Linked DNA regions of Zea mays: region 1 is linked to region 2. The links are chromatin contacts, called in public Hi-C maps. All regions are on one chromosome and are shown on one strand. The core of a region is the stretch at or near the end of the contact, and the rest is flanking DNA. Distances in the headings are between cores, read along the strand shown. Region 1 holds the start of LOC100192078 (FAD/NAD(P)-binding oxidoreductase family protein). Region 2 holds the start of LOC100192481.

Evidence for each region. Hi-C and Micro-C count contacts between places; a contact is called where the count stands out from the background.
Region 1: a Hi-C map of leaf shows a contact between it and region 2, with 8 times the contacts expected there. The contact joins the promoter of LOC100192078 here to the promoter of LOC100192481 in region 2. A contact is called at or near these places in 2 of 25 Hi-C or Micro-C datasets (leaf and leaf mesophyll).

What each region holds. Positions count from the first base shown.
Region 1 is chr1:184,577,535-184,581,724 of Zm-B73-REFERENCE-NAM-5.0, reverse strand. LOC100192078 (FAD/NAD(P)-binding oxidoreductase family protein) reads right to left here and starts at 2,401. Exons shown (of 15, transcript NM_001137501.1): 1 at 2,298-2,401; 2 at 2,005-2,199; 3 at 1,760-1,873; 4 at 1,565-1,652; 5 at 1,327-1,472; 6 at 1,126-1,227; 7 at 771-842; 8 at 575-674. The coding sequence starts at 2,007.
Region 2 is chr1:183,671,439-183,675,450 of Zm-B73-REFERENCE-NAM-5.0, reverse strand. It overlaps LOC100192481, which reads right to left and starts at 1,252. Exons shown (of 5, transcript NM_001137701.1): 1 at 1,179-1,252; 2 at 1-25.

The DNA of each region.
Region 1 (4,190 bases), core at 1,152-3,651, 910 kb before region 2:
TCAATTTTAATGTATATTTGGTCATAGACATAGAAAGAAACTGAAAAGGAACATATCAGATGAAGAGGTAAAACAGTAACGCTTGGATCACCAGAGAAACGAGAAGACAACAGGATATGCAACATGTTTGTACTCAGCAAGGTGCCATAAAAGGTAAGCAGAAAGTACCATACCAAACATTTGGATTTATGAGGACAAACAACAAACATTCTAAATGATATAATAAATTTAGTATATCAAAGTACTGGTCCATAGGTGCCCAAATGCTCTTAAGACTGTAAAAAAATTCTAGCACGAAGACTCAGATCATTAAGAATTTTGCTAGCATGCATAATTCCATAAATGACAACTCAGCAAAGTAAAGCATGACATGGCTAGAAAGTAAGAAAAAGAATAACGGTAAGTGCAAGGGACTCCCTGGAACTCTAAACAAAAGAAAGATGCAAGGGAGTGTTCTGGATCTACTGAATACAATGATGATCACAGACTACAAAACTAGAAAAATATAATAATGATGCCATTGCCCCCAATTGTGAATCTAGTGACAGTTCTGTATACTTTAATTGCACCATACCTTGGTAGTTGCACTGATGTAGCTCACGTGCTCCCCATGCCGACAATCGCAGCACAACAGGCCCACTAAGCCCCCAGTGTGTTACTAACATAGGCCCAGTCTGTAAAGACAAGTCACTTGTTGCAAGCGATGTGTATAACCAGTTGACTACCTCTCTAAGAGCCCGCCAATTGCTGAAAAGAAATGGCATGTTCACCTGAGTTAACTCGGGAACACTTTTTTGAACACCATCTAGCTTCAGTTTTGCTTTGACTATTGGAAATGTAACCTACATAGCAGAAAACACAGGGGTAAAAGTCATTGCCGCTCAGTACTCCTGTTATGAACAAAAATCAGCTGTGCGGTGAGGCTTCCTTCTGTAAGACGCATGCTTGATGTTTAATCATGTTCCTCCTCAGTAGCAATTAAATTATGGATACTAGTAGGCAGGTAAACAGAGGAAACTCATGTAATTTGGCTGCACGACTTATAAATTATCACTATTCTATTACTGGATAGAGTAATTCTTATCTCTTAGCATGGGATTTGAAACAGTTTATGTGGATGCATACCCCGGCGAGATCAGCCAGCCGCTTGTCTGCGATTTTAAATGTGAACAAGCTGGGAACTGGTGCAATAATGGAATGACCGAGTTGTGCAGCGATTGAATAGCCCTACAGGTAAGCAAGACGTTAACTGCGTACCATTTTGCCCTATGATATGGTGAAAAGATATGAATTTGCAACGAGAGGGGCAAAAAAGAATTTACGTACATGTTGGCTGCTACCTGTAGCAACCAAGATGTAATTAGCGTTGATATAATCAACAAGATCGGCAGTACGCTTCTCCACCTTGAGAACAAACTTCCCGTCTTGAGCAACAGATGCACTAGACACAGTTTTGCCGGCCTGCAGAGAAACTTCCATTTGGTTTTGAAGTGGTCAGGGAGTGGTGGCCACAGCATCAGGGGGAAATCAACAGGAAAGATAATAATTAATTAGCAAGAGGTACCCCCAAGCCTTCTTGCTTCGTTCAGTAGACAGTCTACAACTGAAGCTGAATTGTCAGTGACAGGGAAGACTCTGCCATCGTCCTCCGTCTGACAGTGACATGACAACCAACATGAGGAAGGGAGCAACATTAGCAACCAGTAGCTGCGGAGGAATGCATACAGAATACAAGATCCTGAAGCAACTAGTCGGCTACCTTAAGCTTTACACCGTGATCTGTGAACCAGCGCATGGTATCCTGCGGACCGTGAGCGGTAAAGAAGGATCCTCGGAGCTCCTTGTTCCCCCTTGGATAATTTCTCGCCAGTCCCTGCAAACCCCAGAACAACGGGCACTGCTAAATATGTTTGCAGCAGCACGAGAACGGCAGTGACAGGCCGGATGATGGCGTGGGCACCGACCGCGACCAAGATAGGAGTATGACGCGAGATTGCTCGTTACCATGGGCTCAAGGTGATGGCCATTGGTTACGTTGCAGCGGCCACCGCCGGAGATCTTGACCTTGGACAAGAACCTGCCTTTCTCCACAACCGCGACGTTGAGGTGCGGAGCAAGGGTCTTGGCCCTTATGGAGGCGTACACGCCCGCCGCGCCGCCCCCCACAACGACCAACGATGGCTCCTCCTCGTGCTGCCCCTGCACAGACGAGATGACACCAAGCTCAAACGCTGCGGCGGGCGGGGGACATCATGGCATGAAAAGAGCTTAGCGGCGACAGGGCACATGGGTCTTACCTGCTCGTAGGTAGGAGAGGCGGGGGTAGAAGAGAGACATCTCGTCCTGGAGAATACGGTGGCGCGGCGAGCGGTGGTGAGGGTAGGCTGGAGACACGGCGGCCATGGCGGCATTTCGTCGAACAGCTCCGCTGCTGCTACTGCTATATCTACGTGTGCCCAGCTGACGGAGGTGGGCGCTCTACACTTCACACAATCACCTTGATAACTGGGCCCACCCTCGTATCTAGTCTGGCCGCTTGTTAACGATGATTCTGGAATTGGGCCGGGCCTGCTTCTTCCAATTTGAGATCCATTCTACTGAAATTTGTACGCTGAATTTTATAAATTCCAACTGAGATCCAGAACGATGATTTTAAAATCCTCACATTTTAGTTTGGATAGCATAGCGCACGGAAGTAGTAGAATCAGCTATATGTAGTAGGTTCAGATTTCTCAAATAAAGAAGCTATATATGAACGTATATATCACAGCATGATGAGCCGATTTGCTGGCCACAAGAAAGCACAGCATATATATAACACACACATATATATATATGTCTGTGGCCCACCGGAGAGAACGAATTGAACTTGGTCCGGTTTCAGGCCTAGCTTGAGCGCCTTTTTTTTTTGTACAAAAGAAGGCGGAAGAAGAAGAAAAGATGGGCGTTCCTTTCCCTGTTGGATCTTTTCAGAAAGGCAAAGCAGCAGGAGCAACAAAGATGGTGCTCAAGAGCTTAATAATATAGGGTATGTTTGGTTTAACTTTTCTCTGACTAGTTTTTTCTAAAAATATGACTGTTAGAAGAATCTGAGTATAATAAAGATTACGTAAATGATTCTAACTTTCTTAAGGAAAAAATAATCCAGACTTTTTTTTGTTCCTTTGTGCGTTTTAACAACTATCTGGTCAAGTATCTAGCAGCTCAAGTGGCGGCGTGGAGCTGCTGTCTTCCCAGTGCTCACCCATGCTTGCACTACATACTACTCCCGCCGCGCTGACTGCACGTACGTACTAGCGTTCACATTTCCTTCGGTAGCTAGGCAACGCAGGCATCTTTCAGTTTGTCAGTTAGCGCTATCATCACCGGCGAGCATGGCATGGCATGGCAGGCATGCCTCTTTTTCAGTTTAATTTGTCAGTTAGCCTGATGCATGGAGGCTGGAGCCGTCTGCCCCACGTCGACGTACGTACTTACTATACGTGTGGGTTCAGAATTCCATTCATTCACACGCCTACTTGCACTTGCAGAGACAGGGGTATCAATATCATACTGAGAGTGTGTGTGAACAACGGTTCACTTCACCGCCCGGTCCAGTATCTGTGGCGGCGACAGAGCGTTCGGCGGTTTCACTCTACCCAAGCTGCTACAGTACGTAGCAGCAGAAGCAGGGTGACTTACTCCCTCGATTTCAGTGCACACATGTATTTGTTAGTTGTAGAAAAAAAGAGACCGTGTGATAAATAGATATGAGAAATAATAGTTTGTAATTTTAGTGTGATATAGGAGGATGATATAAAGTGAAACGATGTAGGTCTAGTTTAGATACTCTAGAACGAGAGAGATTGAAGTAGATTGAGATGTATTGTGATAGTATCTATTACGATCTCTACTTAGCTTGCTTCTAATCACTTAATAATACTGAACTCTATGTGCTTGTACCCAACCTAAACTCAGTCGTTGTCAGGATTAATAACGGACGTCGACGGCATATTGACAGGGCACATGCATGGACGGACTGAATTGAGGCGCCGGTCAGCCGGGGTGTCAATATTCAATAGTGAGGACAACAACGTAGATATGCACGCGATTCATACTTTTGTCTCGTGTATTAAAGACTAGTTTAGAACCGAATAATGTTGAAGGGACTAAAATTCTCTTCTTATTCAATTTTAATAAAAAGGGTTTAT
Region 2 (4,012 bases), core at 3-2,502:
CTGAAAGCTTCAGCTTACGGCGTTCCTGAAATCGAGTCACAAGAAATCCAAGATCGATTATAAGTTCTCTCTTCTCTGCAGCAGTATAAATGACACGCCGATTTAGTACCCAAAAAAAAACAGAAACTTTGTTCGCAAAAAACGGTTTAGTACGAAACAAAATTCGATCTGCTATACCAAGACAAACAATCACACGCCTCAAGAAACCAAAAATCAAATAATTCGAACTAATAAGCCCTTTTTCTGTTCAATCTGGGAGAAGAGATAAAACTGCTTAGCCTCCTCGTCCACGGTCTTGAGGCACACACAACAAAAACAACAAAAAAAATTCTAGTAGAAACTATATATTCACGACGTAAAAGTGGCTGAAAGCAGGAGAGAATTAGGAGGCAAAAAAAAAAAAACACCCGCAGCTTTAATTCAGTTGTGACTGGCACAGTATTTCTACGGATTGCAGCTATACCAATCCGAACAGCTGCAACAACAGATGCGGCTGTATAATACTAGATAACAGAGAAGAAGATGAAAAGACGTAAGATTTCCTTGGTCGAAAAACGCACTTGGGGTGCAGTAATAAGTAATTGCAACACAGCACAAATAGAACCACATAAAAAAAGGGCAGGAGTAAAGGGAACAGAGCTTGGCTTTCTTCCAATGGTAGAAACATCCAAAGAGGAAGGGGGAATTCGGAGAATTCATCCATCCCCAACCCCGAGGGCCCCAACGCTAGAAACAAAGAGAGAATTCGAAGGAACCGGGATACTACGTGGTTCGGCAGCATCATCAGTAACTTTGGTCGTCGGTGCGTACGGCAGAGCGAGGGAAGGAAGAACTTTGGTGAGCGCGTGCGCGTGCCACCACCTCAATCTCAGAAAACCCAACAGCAGCACAAGAAAAAGAAAAAAAAAAGACCAACTGATTCATCGTCCCGCGTCCGTGTCGAAACTGAATTCGGAGCTCAGTCTCTCCATCCAAATTCAGAGAGAAGAAACAGCAGCACCCTACCGACTCTCTGCTAATCGGCTCGGGAAGCGATGAACAGCAAGCGTGAGAAAGCAGAATTCAGACTACTTTTTTTTTTCTTCTCATCGGGCGAACCAGATAGAAGAATTCCGTCTGCTCATGCAGCAGCATGGTGCAGATTGTACTGAGAAAATGGGAGGGGAGGCGAGCTGGACCTGAAGGGTGTGCGTGGCGTGGTACTCTCATGGGGAGGGAGCAGGCGACAGGGATTGCCTCCGCAGCAACAAAGCTGATCCTGGTGAGGCTGAGAGGGTCGAGGGGAGGGGGAAGAAGGAGAAAGATAATAAATCCTCCCAATACGGGGGACAAAACCAGATCCTTCCCCGGATAAAATAACAGCTCCAGAAAGAAAGAAAAAAAAGGAGCTAATCTATAGCTCCCTTTCCTCCTCTTCCTCCTCTCTCTCCTCTGCAGAGCACCAGGCAGGCAAGAGTCTGAGCTCCCTCCCTCTCCTCCTTGACCTCGAGTGATATGGAAAAGGGCTGGGAGGGGACAAGAAGCTGGAGCTGAAGCTGTGCTTGGCTATAGCAGCACCCACTAACAACAGCACCAAATATGGAATAATGCGTGCCTCCTCCCTCCAAAAAAGAAATGATTTTTTGCCCCCACTTTATTAAATTAAATGTATGAATTGGTTGCTGGGCAGGCCAGGGTTAACTAACCCCTCCCTCCCTTCCCTTCGCTACTGTTGGGGCAGCTTGGAGTTTATTTGCTGGTGTAACCACCACAGGAGCAGAGCAGGAGTAGGAGCCGTCTCCTCTCCAGCTACTTGCCGCCGAGTTGTTTCTTTACGACAAAGCCTAGGCATCTGCATCTCTCGCTCGTTTTACATATCGTTCGCTGTCTATATCTATCTACCTTAGCTATAGCGAGCCCTTGTGCTGGCCTGCTATGGCTTCTCTTGTGCAGTAAAAAAAAACTGATTTGTGATGAAGATTGGTTTGTCTCGTGCAGTAAAAACAAGACTGATGAAAAAGCTGGAGATGGATCGCGTTGGAAATCACTGGTGACGACTCCCATCACTCCATCAGTGCCCGCTCCTATAGTGCACCCTGCTGCCCTTTTCCGTTGGTTCTGATGCCAGCTACAGCTGATGGGCGAGATACGCAGAATCATGAGAGAGAGAGAGAGAGATCATCTGAGGACAAAGGCATGGAGGCAGGCGAAGGGGATTTATCACGTGTGACACCCCCAACCCCAAAAACAATTAGTGGCGGGCGGGGGCCATCTCCCCTCCCCTCCCCCTTTCTTCTTCCTTGCAATTGCATTCCCGTCCCCACCACCTCCTCCTCGTTGGGTGGTCCACGAGCTTACGCGGTGGCACGGGTCCACCAACCAGACCAGACCCTCCCCTCATTTCTTTGTGCACCAAATTGCAGAGCTGGCTTATTAGCTAGCCGCACGTACGGCGTTGATGCTTACTAGCTAGTAACCTCTCTTCAAATCAAAGGTTTGCATGCATGGCCTGGGTGCTGACTGTGGTTAGAGACGGACGGACGGACGGATGGATGCCCTTCGTCTCATCATCTAGTCATCGATCTCCCAAGCTAACAACCAGTGGGTGGACCTAATACTATATTTATATAAACAATCCATTCCATCTAGGCTTGCATTGTCTTGGACTTCAAATCCATCCATCCACCCCTCCACTCTACCTGCAGTAAGTAGCCTGTAGTGTCGAGTGAGTGCATGCCTGCCTCTCCCTTTTTTATATCCTAGATTCCTAGCTACTGCCCACTTTCTTACAATCTACTGCCCAGTCTTTTCTTTTCTTTTTTTTACTTAATAATTTCCATGCACCCACTAATAATTAAACCACTTGTTAAGTTTGCTTCCGTGTTTTAAACATGGTAATCCGATCTGGTAAAAAGATGAGCAACGATCTATCCCAGATCACTCGCTACAAGCATACAGCCTCTACAGGAATTACATATATTATCTTTTGAGTAAAAATAAAGCCTCGCGCGACCGATTACCCCACCTACATGAATTACATATATATTATCTTCACAAGAAAGGAAAAAAATTTAATTAAAGATGCCTTGTTAGACCCGGGAAACGCATCGATTGGATGCTTCGATACAAGTTGAAGCCAGTTTCCAGCAACCGCCCGCCATCGATATATATCTTATTCGAACGAGATTAATTAGTTTGATCGCTACCTTGTTCTTTGGACGACGCCTGTCTTGGTAATAATAAGCTAGTAGCAGCTCTCCTTTGATTTTTGGTGTTTCGAAACATACATACATACATACATACATACATACATACATACATACATACATACATACATACATACATACATACCCAAGAAACATCCATTTGATCGTGAATTCCATCTCGGATCAAAAGACACGGCGATATAATCTAGTCGCCACAAAGAGTTTTGCGCCACTATTGATCTGCTACATGCATGCATATTTTCCAAACTTGCAGTGACAAGCTACACATCTGTCGTCAATCAAATAAAAAATTTTGCAATGAGCTCATTATATACAAACAGCTCTCTGATTAGCTAAGCTAGCTGTTGCTGATATCGCGCGGTGACGACGTCGCCGCTGCTCAATTATTATTATCATTAGCCACACCACACCACACCACACAAATGGTACGGTAGTAGGCCAGAGTAGGAGTCGCTGTCATGGTCCTTGAATCTAGCGTCTGTGTGTGGAGGCTCTTCATCTGTTCCTGCTTGTTGCTTACTCAGCCTTCTCTTCTTCCCTTGAGACAGCCAGCAAGAGCCACTTTCTTTATTCCTAACGCATTTGTATCTGTCGTCGTCTCGTCTCCATAGTATATGTGTGTGTGTGTGCCTTCCTCTCTGATTGTTTTCAACCGCAGGCAGAAGCTTCTCTTTGAACTATGCGCGCGCCTAGCTATACCTATAGCAGCGCCACGTACGTGGCTGCCGCTTACCGGACAGACGAAACCAACCTTGTCTCTGTCCGCTTTTGATTGGTACTGTTGTTAGTCTCCGTAATCAGCGATT